Linked DNA regions of Mus musculus: region 2 is linked to region 1. Evidence: chromatin contacts called from public HiChIP or PLAC-seq data. All regions are on one chromosome and are shown on one strand. Each heading gives the region's core, a stretch centred on a gene start, on an enhancer-like site or on the middle of the called end of the contact. The rest is flanking DNA. Distances are from core to core; before and after follow the strand shown. Region 1 overlaps Prkca (protein kinase C, alpha). Region 2 overlaps Gm36709 (a long non-coding RNA gene).

Region 1 (5,028 bases), core at 1,400-3,899:
TATAATAACTCATCTCTCCATCTATGCAGGCTTGATGCGCACTAGGCTTATGCCATAAAATTTCAAGGAAATATATAGGAGCTTTGTAAACTTTTTCATCTTCCTTTGTATCTGAATAAGCTTAGGTAAATGCATGTATTCATATAGGAATTCATAAATAGAAATAAAGTATCTGAAAGTTTAATGATATCTACAAGTACTTAATAACATCAACGTCATATCCAGTTTTGTATATAGTACATCTTAATATTCTTAATTTTTCCTTTATTTTTGAGAATTTCATACATGGGGAGTAGACATTCATATTTCATTCTACACATACATGAATTCTCAGTGTTTTCAACAAACAATGGTAGTCTGTACTGGGGAATATAGAAATGAATAAGATTTGGGGGAAGAAAGCATGGTCTACAGCAAGGGAAAAGCATTCTATGCTAAGGGCTCTGCCATCAGCCCCTGTGACTCACCCTTTCCAAGGTGCACAGCCTGTGTACCTGACATGATCAGTTTTATGTGTCACCTTGACTGGGCCACTGCGTACCCAGATATTTTGTTCACATGTGACTCTGGGTGTTTCTCTGACGGTGTTTGGGGATGAGAGCAATGCCCGAGCTAAGGAAGGTAGGTGGCTGTCATGGCTAGCTTCAACTGTCAAAAGCACCTGGAAGGGTGCTTCAAGGAAGGATTATCTAGAGTAGGCAGACTTTGGGGCATGTCCGGCAGGGGTATCTCGATTGTGTTAATTGGGGTGGGAAGATTTACCCACTGTGGGCAGCACCATTCCTTGTCCAGGGGTTGAGAGTAAGCTGAGCTCTAATATGTGGGGATCTATCAAATGTGGATGCACTGTGACTAGTGGCTTCTAGATTTGACGGTAGCAGGCTGTAACCTGCCACTGTGGGCCAAAATAAATCATTTTTCCTGTAACTAAACCCCTTTACACTTAAGTTGTTTTTGTAAGGGTTTTCTATGGCAGCAAAACAGGAAGTGAAACTAAGAAAGTCCGTACCTGGGTGAGCCCAACCTAAGCCCTGAAAGTCTGAATAGAAGGAAAGACTGACTAAAGGCTTTGAACGTGGGCTTGTTTCTTGCTCCCAGAAGCTCCTCCCAGGCTCCTGGGCTTACCAGTGTTCATACTGGGGCTGGGCTGAGGTCATCAGCTCCCCTGGGTCTCGGGACACCGACATAGGGCTGGACCAGGATAGGTGATCCTCTGCCTTGAACCTCCAGCTTGCCAAATCAACTTTGAAAGTCTTGGGACTAAGCCCCTAAACCATGTGTCTAATCCTTATAGAAAACCTCTTTACACTCACACAGGTAGATGCTTCCTGTTGAATCTGTTTCTCTGGAGAGTCCCGACTTGGACCCTTTGTAAGGACTCAGGCTTTGGGGCTGTGTTAAACCAGGAAACACCATCCTTTCCTTCCTCTGAGGCCTGGACTCTTATAAAGCTGACTCCTCTACATCAGCCACCCATGTTACCCTCCTGGAGCTTCTAGGATGACAAAGAACAAGGTCCCCAGCTAACAGTCACAGCTAAGCCATCGGGTTTACACTTTACTGATCGATCCCACCCCTCAGGAGGGGTGATTCAGGAGAGGCATGGCTGGGCTCACACATTGTGTTCCCTTTTAAAAGTCCTTTCATTCCCTTTTTTTTTTTTCCTTTTGCAGAGGGTGGAGAGAGCATGCCATGGTTTGTATGTGGAGGTCAGAGGGCAGCTAACTGTCGGCACTTGGTTCTCTCTTTCTAGAGATCAAACTCATTTTGAAGCTTGGCAGCCATGGCTTTTACCTGCTGATCCTTCGGCCCTCGTTTTTATTTATTTTTAACTACTAACATTCCACTGGGTAGAAGTAAGCAAGATGATGTAGTGGGGAAACAGATCAGAGACTATGCGACCAACCCTTAGGGCACAGTCCTGCACTAAGGACAAAGGGTGGAGAGGGGACACAGCTAGAAGGGACAAAGACACCCAGAGCACCAGACAACTCTGGGGTATCTGACTCTGGAGATGCTGGACAGACACTGATGTATGGAGAAGATGACAGGAGCAAGCTCTGGGGCAAAGAGTAGAGGGGACACAAGAATGAGGCCAGTAAGGACAGGAATGTCCACGTCAACATGTCATCCTAGACTTGGGCGTGAGGACCTCCAACACACTCCACATTGACAACATCTGGAAAGTCATCAGTAGGACTGTCAGGACTGTCTCAGGGATGGTGACAAAGTTCACAGGGACCATGACGTTCTGGTAGCTGTTTTCTGCTGTTATGTCGTTCTTTAAACAAACATTTAAGAGCAGGTTGGCTTATAAAGATAGATACACTGAATGAGTACCAGATAAAACAATAGACCGTCCCACTGTCCATCTCTTCTAGTCTAGACTCCACTCGGAGTTAACTCGTAGCTTCTGGCTCCACAGACTATGGATGGCAGTAGAGGGCACGCCTCCCACTGGCTGAATCTCTCTGAGCCACTACTGAAAGCTGAAACACACCTCTTGCAAGTGAGTTCATTTGACTGTTTAAGGCCTTTGATTCTACTGTAAGTAAGCTAGTGGCACTGTGGAGATGCTCAGAGGTCCTCAGCCAACCCCTCCCTTTCCTAGATCCCAGTATATGTGTGCCTCTGTTCACAGAGTCTTCCTGGCTCTACTTACGGAAAATGCACTAAGCCGTGAAAGCATCGCCAAGGTGAGGACGGCACCAGCTAACTGGGTGGGACCGTGAGTTCAGTTTATTTTCAAAGTGACTCAGTAGAATCCAGGAATAAGCCTTTGGCATGAGCCAAAAGCTCTGGGCTAGCTTTCAGATAAGGGTGAAGCCGCACGAAACATCTTTCCAGAAACTCGGTGCCCTCAAAAACCCCTCCTCCCTACTGTCTGAAGAATCAGAGCAAGCCACTGCAGGTCCTTACCCAGCCCTGGGGCCCTGCATGCCCGTTTTCATAAGGGTATATTTCTGGTCTCTCTAACGGGTGAGTTTCCTGTTAATATCCTTTCCAATATCTCTTGCCATAAGACTTCTCATAGTCACACTGACCCCAGACTCGGCCCCCAAGCAGGGAATGATTGACTGAAGACTGCCTCTCCGGTTGCTTTTGCTGCGCAGTCTATGGCACAGGAAGGGAGGATGGATCTGAAAGTGGACGAATCCAGCTCAGAGCTTAGAGCTCCACGCACCACCACTGAACTTCAGAAAAGACTTCATCACCCCTAGCCTTGGTTTTCATATCCTTACAGTAGGCAGACTGACAGCAGCCGCTTGCAGCTGGGTGCTATCCACAGAGGGGGATAATAATAAGATTCATGCATATGCATGACTTCACTAGGGATACGCTGTTTGAAGACAAAGGCCATGTTTTTTAAACATCTGCATCCCATAGCACCTGCCACATTATAAATGCGCGAGAAACATGGTATGATTATGTAACATGAGCAAATGCCAAAAAAAAAAAAGAAAAAGAAAGGAAGGAAGAAAAAAAAAGAGAAAGATGTTACATGTCAAGTGATACTATAAACAAGCCAGTTTGTGTGCAGTATGTCATTGAGCTCTGAGCCTTCAGCGGCTGCCTCCTCAGATGCTACCTCCAAACCCAGAGGCAGCCTCAGCGCCTGTATATCATAAACTCCCTGGCACCCTGTTCAGGAAAAACTAAAAGGCATCTATCATACCAGCTTTTGAATCAAAACAATGCAAAAACTGCTGCTAAGGTACACTATTCTTTTCTTAGTTTTTTTTTTTTTTTTAAAACTACACTGCACTAATCAAGAAAATGGTTTTCCATGGCTCCCTGTGACAAGCAGGGAAGACTGTCAGGTATGTCACACACATGGCTTAACATGTCACAATGAATGAAATACTCATTTCCCAGCTCTGAGGTTCAGTGTGAGTCTCACCTGCACTGAGAACATTCAGGTAAACAAGGCCTGGCAAGTAAAACTCGTGTCAATCCGGACATGGGGACATCACCAATCACTTCTCTCAATGCCAGGCCAGAGAGGGCAGAACACTCTATTTTTGGAAAGAAAAGACACAGACTCTCCCACAAAGAATTTACTTACAAACGTAAGCACTAACCAATTCCACTATTTTATCTACTTACTTTATTATTTATTTGGAAAGGTCTCCCTCTATTAGCTAAGCTGGTACCTGCTATGCTTGAACAGGGTGACCTTAAACTTAAGACAGTCCTCCTGCCTTTTTCTCCAAGTTCCTGAGATGACAGCGACCTAAAAACACTGGGTTAAATGAGAGAGCCTCAGGACAGCTCCCTAGGAAAGATGGCTTCAGGTAACTGGTTAAAAATTAAGTGATATATTTCTAGTTACAATGCACATATCTTTGAATTAATCAACTCTAGACCAAGGGACAGATACACCGTTTTTGTTTTGCTTTTTTCCTCTTCTTGCTGGGTTAGGGAGATAGATGATTCCCCAAGACCTGGCAGCTGCACCCTGCAGCTCGTCAGGCCTAGGATGAAGATGGCATCTTTTGAGGCTGTTTTTTAAACTTGCAACTAAACTAACAAGGTTCTGAGACAACAGAGGTGCTTCCCCATGCAGGACAAACTTCTGTTGCTGTGAAGCTGGCACAGAAGATAATCCACCCACTGAAGAGCAGAATTAGCACCGGGGCTTTGGTGTTGGGTTTGTTTCCCTGAAATAACTTCTTTCTCAGGCTTCCCATGGCATCACGGTGAGTGGGGAGAGGGCCTCAGTGGGTGGGTGCAGAGTGGGCGTCCTGAGAAGCTCACTCGGGGACATCCCACTGGGACCTGCGGAGCATGGGTTTCTCTGCCTGTGCTGATGGTAGGCCCTCTTGCAATACATGTCACCTGAATTCTGGCTTGGCAGCTCTTTTCCCATGAGGGTAGGAGATGTGTCCTAGTGTAAGGAACATTAAAATATGTATTTTGCAAGCAACATTAGGAAAAACAAACCAAACAAACAGCCTGTCTTCACATGATGCTATCTCCATGGAGTCCCCGAATTGTCCCAGAGACTGCACATCACCTCCCACCCCT
Region 2 (5,028 bases), core at 1,640-4,139, 190 kb after region 1:
ACCGCATCCTCCCAAAGATCACTGCTCACTGTAATCCACAGATCACTTGAGCTTCTAATCGTCTGTGTGATGTCCCCATCTCTCACCTCACAACTCACTATTCCAGTAGCTTTCTAAAATACCAGTGCTAGTAACTGCTACCCAGTGTCATCTGTCCCTTCTTCCTGTTTTCTTTGGAGAGGTATCTCATCCAGGCTGAAACACGGTACTTCCAACTGCTTTGTCAGCTTAGAAGTGAGCTCGAAGCAGAAGAAAAGAGAGTAGCCTAGACACCTACCAGTCAGGCTCTTTGGTGGCTTGAACAGAGCCCCGATTTCTAAAAGTTCCTTTCCCTCACCCAGCCAGGCCTTTGGAGACTTGCGATCAGTGAGGACATTCTCCCGAATGACGGGGAGCTCTCTCACTTCCACAACATGGGTATAGTGGAAGTGTCGAATAGATTGTTGTCACTGTAGGTTTGGGGATTCCCTAGAAGTGAAATGGAAAATGCATTTGGGGAGATGAGGGTTTCTGCATAAAACATTGAGAACGGCTCCTAATCGCCTTTTCTGGCACACTGGATGACATATCCAGAGACTCTGAAGCTGCAGAGGATGGGCAGAGGAGAGTCTGACCTGTCTTAGGAGGAGCCAGATTTCTGGGGCTCCTCTTAGCTGAAGCAGGGTGAGAATGCACAGGTTTCCACATGGGCAAGATTCAGGGGAGAGCTGAGAGGCCCACATGCTCAGTGGAGATCCCTGGAAAAGCAGTAAGCCTGGATTCTCAGGCAGGGTTGAGATCAGACTCTGGGGGGTGCGGGTGGGGCTTCTGCAAGGTCAGGGCCACGTAGTTGTTTGTTTAACATAGTGAAGAGCCAAGTAGGAAAAGATATGCCCTTGGAGGTTGCTGGGGAACGCCTGTGGCACACACCCTCCCCCTCTCCCCCCCTCCCCCCATCCCCCCATCCCCCCAACGCTCCTGCCTCGCCCCACCCCAGAGCTGGAACTTTGGGCTTCAGAGACTCATTGTGGCACAGTGTATCTCTCTGCGGGGATTGTTTGCTTAGTGACACATCTTCCTGATACCTTGTGGTCATTCAACTGGCTAGGCTGGAAGTGTGTGCCAGCTTACTGAGTCAGCTGCTGGAAGGACTGTTTTAGACACGTAATCCTTCTAGAAGGCAGTGGGCAGAGGGGTAAGGAGGCTTGTAGCAGTCAAGCAAATTCCTGAGACTTTGAATAATGTCTACTTCTCTTCTGAGCCTCCTCTGTTTTCTGGACAATAATTCGGGAGCAGTAAAACCTACCTCCTTTGTGCTAAGACCAACTGAGGTTGCATATTTTCTTTTCTTTCTTTCTTTTTTAAAAAACAGGGTCTCTTATATTCGATGATGGACTTGAATTCTCTTTGTAGCCAAGGGTGACCTTGAACTTCCAGCCCTCCCGCCTCTACCCACTGAGTTCTGGCACTCCAGGCACGTGCTACCATGACCCAGCTGCAAGGTGCTAGAGTTCAAACTTCACGTGTGCTAAGCAAACACATTACCAGCTAAATGACACCTCTATCCCCGAGGCTTCGTATTAAAGCAGCCGTCATACCTCAGCCACCAAAATCTCACCTTAGCACCTCTTAAATATAGGTTACAGTGTGCAACCTTCTGAGTTCCAGATTCTATGGGTCCAGGTGGGACTTGAGAATTTGTACTTTGACTAAGTCACTAGCTGGATCTGCCACTTTTCACTGTGGAGCCAGCATTGGAGATGTAGCCCTTTAAAGCATCCAGGCTGTCTGGGATTTATATGTGGTTTTAGTGAGCTCCTATAGTCTTTTTATTCAGGTGATAGAGTCTGTAAGCCAATGCTTTGATTTCTGGTTTGTTTGTTTCTTTTTGCAAAGATACTATTAAGTTTTCCTGTCTTCCAGATATCAGCCTACTCTGCCAGAAAATAGAAACATATATTATAGCCTTTTTGTAGAAACAGTAATGACAAACCTAACCTTTCCTAAAATTTAGTGGTGGAGGGAGGCAGGGGGGATGTGCCAGGACACTTATTCAGAGGCCAGAGCACAACTGTGTAGAGTCGGCTCCCTCCTTCCACCTTCATTTGAGTTCCAGAACTTACCTCAGGTTCCCAGACTTTTATAGCAAGCACCTTTACCCGCTGAGCCACCTCATTAGCCCCATAATATTTATAGAAAGCATTCGTAAATATAGTCTGGTTCAATCTTCACCAAAACCTCATTCTGTGCTTCAGAGAAATCAATTACTTTAGTCAGATTCAAAGGGCTAGAGAAAAAGACAGAGCCTGGACTCAAACTTGGGTTTTCCACTCCATTCAGTTATTCTTCCCACCAAATCTTGGTGTCTTCATTTTCTCCATTGCTAGTACAGACTATTTTTCTGTTTTCTGTTTGTTTGTTTGTTTGTTTGTTTGTTTTGGTTAACATACATGTCATGGGTCTTGAGTGAAGCAATTGATTCACAGCAGTTTGAAAGTTTTTCAGTTTTATGGCCAACACCCCAGGAGCAGTGCACAGCAGCAGGTAGACACGCCTGATGTTTCGTGTTAGAGCATTTACCACTGAGGCATGTATGCTGAATTTCAACCAGGAAACGGTGCCTTACTCTTCAACAGAGACACTCCTTGTCCTATAGGGCTGTGTTAGAGGCAGCCTGTCCGTGTGGGAGAGAACAAGAAACAGAGGTGCGTGTTCAATCGACGATTGCTGAAAAGCAATTGGAAATTGCTTTCTATCCAGGGAAAACAAGAAAAGCCATCTAGCCATTTGCCAGGAATGGGAAATTTGCAGGAGTGAAAAAAAAAAAAAAACCAAAATGAAACAGCATTGGCTTCCTTTGTGGTAGGATGGAGAGCCAAGAAGACATTCTTACACTGTGCCATTAGGGAATTGCTTTCTTGCAGAGAGGAGCACTGTAGGGCAGGCTGGCAGGAGGAGGAAGTTAAAGAGTAGAGCTGCTGGAACCCACAAACTTGGCTTCAGATCAGCCTGTCTGTCCTTTGCTTACTGGACAACCCCAAGCAAGTCACCATCCTCTTTGACAGCAGCCACTTCTCCGTGGCTGTGGTGGGAAAAAATAGGCTAGAAGGGTTCCTGATAGCATCCCACACCATCAACAAACTGCTTCTCTCCTCCACTAATGCCATTGACCCCATCTGCCTTTACAAAAACTGAAGAGACCACGCTTTTCCTCCGTGATGCCTGAGAACAGGTGAACAGACTTGGAAACTCACGGCCCTCTAGTTTTAACTGTCAAGTTGACACAACCCAGAGTAAGCTAAGACTTCGAGATCCAGGGGTTGGCCATATCAGACTGGCCAGGGGGAATATCTGAGGGGGATTATTTTGATTGTTAATCATAGGAGTGCCCAGACCACTGTGGGTGGCACCATCCCCTGCATAGGTGGTTCTAGGCTGTATAAGAAAACTAGCCAAGGATGGGTCTGCAAGTGAGCCAGCAGGCAGCATTTCTCCATGGCTTCTTTCCTTTTTATTAGTACTTTGAGAGTTTCGTACATTTTTTTTTATCATATTCACTACCCCCCCCCAGTACTTCCCAGATTCACCCCACTTTAAAACCCACCCAACTTTGTGTCAAACAAAACAAAAATAAAACAAAAACCCTCAAGATCAATTCATGCTGTCCAAAATGTTCTTTGATTTGTTGTCCTTCACTAGAGTACAGTTGACTTACAGGGGGTTAGGGGCTACACTCTTAGAGAAAATGGACCCTTGCTTCCATAGCAGTTTACAGCTGTCAGTCACTCCAGGGCTAGGGGTGCCTGGCTCTGCTCTCCAAGCTGGGATTTGGTCTGGCTGTGGCTTACACAGGCCTCATGCATCCTATCCTAACCACCATGCATTCATATATGCGGTCACCCTGCTGTGTCCAGGCGACACTCTCTCCCCACAGTTACCCCTCATGATCTCAGCTGCAAGTTCCTGCTTAAGTTCCTGCCATCACCTCCCTGTGAGCTGAAACAAACCCTCTCCTCCTCTAGGTTGCTTTTGGCCAGAGTTTTATCACAGCAACAGAACGATGCTAGAACACACAGGTTTTCGTATTCTAATCGTTATCTTATTTTGGGTGGCCTGAACAAAGAACCAGAGGGATGCATACTGGGAGTTCAGCTTGGAACTGGTTCCTTGAAATAACAGTGAGGAAACTAAGACAGGCAACGATTTGAACACAAATCAAGGCCAAGTCTCAGAGCTGCTTACAGCTGGTGTTGGGCTTTCGGCTTGTTGGGCAACCATGTAGGATTGGTACATAATGACTATCATGGTGTCCTTTAAAAACAGACAGTTAGGAAAGTTCCCAGGAAAATGAAAATATATGGCTACAAAAAAGCTTATATATGACTATTTATAGCAGTGCACACCATAAAGAGCCAAATGATGAAAACAGCTCAAATGTCTTTCAACGGATGGATGAATAAATAAACTGTGGTATATCTATACAGAAGGAATATCAGCCATGAAACAGAATGGAGTGCCAATGCATACTACAAACATAGGTGAACTGTAAAGATATTCAGTATATATATACTATATACTTATATATAGTATATAATATATACTATAGATAGATAGTTATAATGACATAACCCTGTTGCAAAAGAACTTTATGCTTCCATTTATATGAGGTACCCTTTCAATTTCTGGCCATCAGTGTAGCCAGGCATGGCATTATCAAATCAGATACAACAGCATTTTCAATGCAGAAGCAACTTCCGTAAGTGAACTCTATACATCAAAGCTATAGTACGTGGTCCTGAACAAAGACAGCTCCTCTCTCCTCTCGCTGTTACCCTCTCTGTTCCTACTTTGTTGTATTTCTGAAGAACCTCAATATTTTGGTTCATGGTTTCAGAGATTTCAGTCTATGTTCGGCTCATTTTGTTGGCTTTGGGACTGAGGCTGAATATCATGGCTTGGAGCTCGTGGTAGAGCAAAAGCTGTTCTCAACATGGCGTCTAGGAAGTAGAGTGAGAGAGGACTGGGCTGAGATTTCCATATCTCTTCAAG

Evidence for each region. HiChIP or PLAC-seq counts read pairs in DNA pulled down with a chosen protein or histone mark.
Region 2: a contact with region 1 is called in an H3K27ac HiChIP or PLAC-seq map of vascular smooth muscle cells, with 6 times the contacts expected there. The contact joins two enhancer-like sites. A contact is called at or near these places in 1 of 15 datasets of contacts at CTCF or cohesin (the NIH/3T3 cell line), 5 of 115 datasets of contacts at active chromatin or transcription factors (embryonic basal ganglia, microglia, pancreatic cancer cells and 2 more) and 1 of 9 other capture datasets (embryonic stem cells).

Annotation. Positions count from the first base shown.
Region 1 is chr11:108,177,947-108,182,974 of GRCm38.p6, forward strand. The region is part of intron 3 of Prkca (protein kinase C, alpha); the gene reads right to left. It overlaps Gm11655 (a long non-coding RNA gene), which reads left to right. Exons shown (of 3, transcript XR_003949784.1): 1 at 1-4,070; 2 at 4,568-4,700. Among named protein-coding and RNA genes, the nearest start is that of Gm11655, 7.5 kb to the left of the region's middle. Within about 2 kb of position 2,650, at least 55 of the 459 cell types and tissues checked have an H3K27ac peak or open chromatin away from gene starts, as enhancers often do. A contact at or near this core is called in vascular smooth muscle cells, where this site is marked.
Region 2 is chr11:108,364,327-108,369,354 of GRCm38.p6, forward strand. Gm36709 (a long non-coding RNA gene) reads right to left here. Exons shown (of 4, transcript XR_880267.2): 4 at 2,504-2,653. Among named protein-coding and RNA genes, the nearest start is that of Gm36709, 14 kb to the right of the region's middle. Within about 2 kb of position 2,890, at least 18 of the 459 cell types and tissues checked have an H3K27ac peak or open chromatin away from gene starts, as enhancers often do. A contact at or near this core is called in vascular smooth muscle cells, where this site is marked.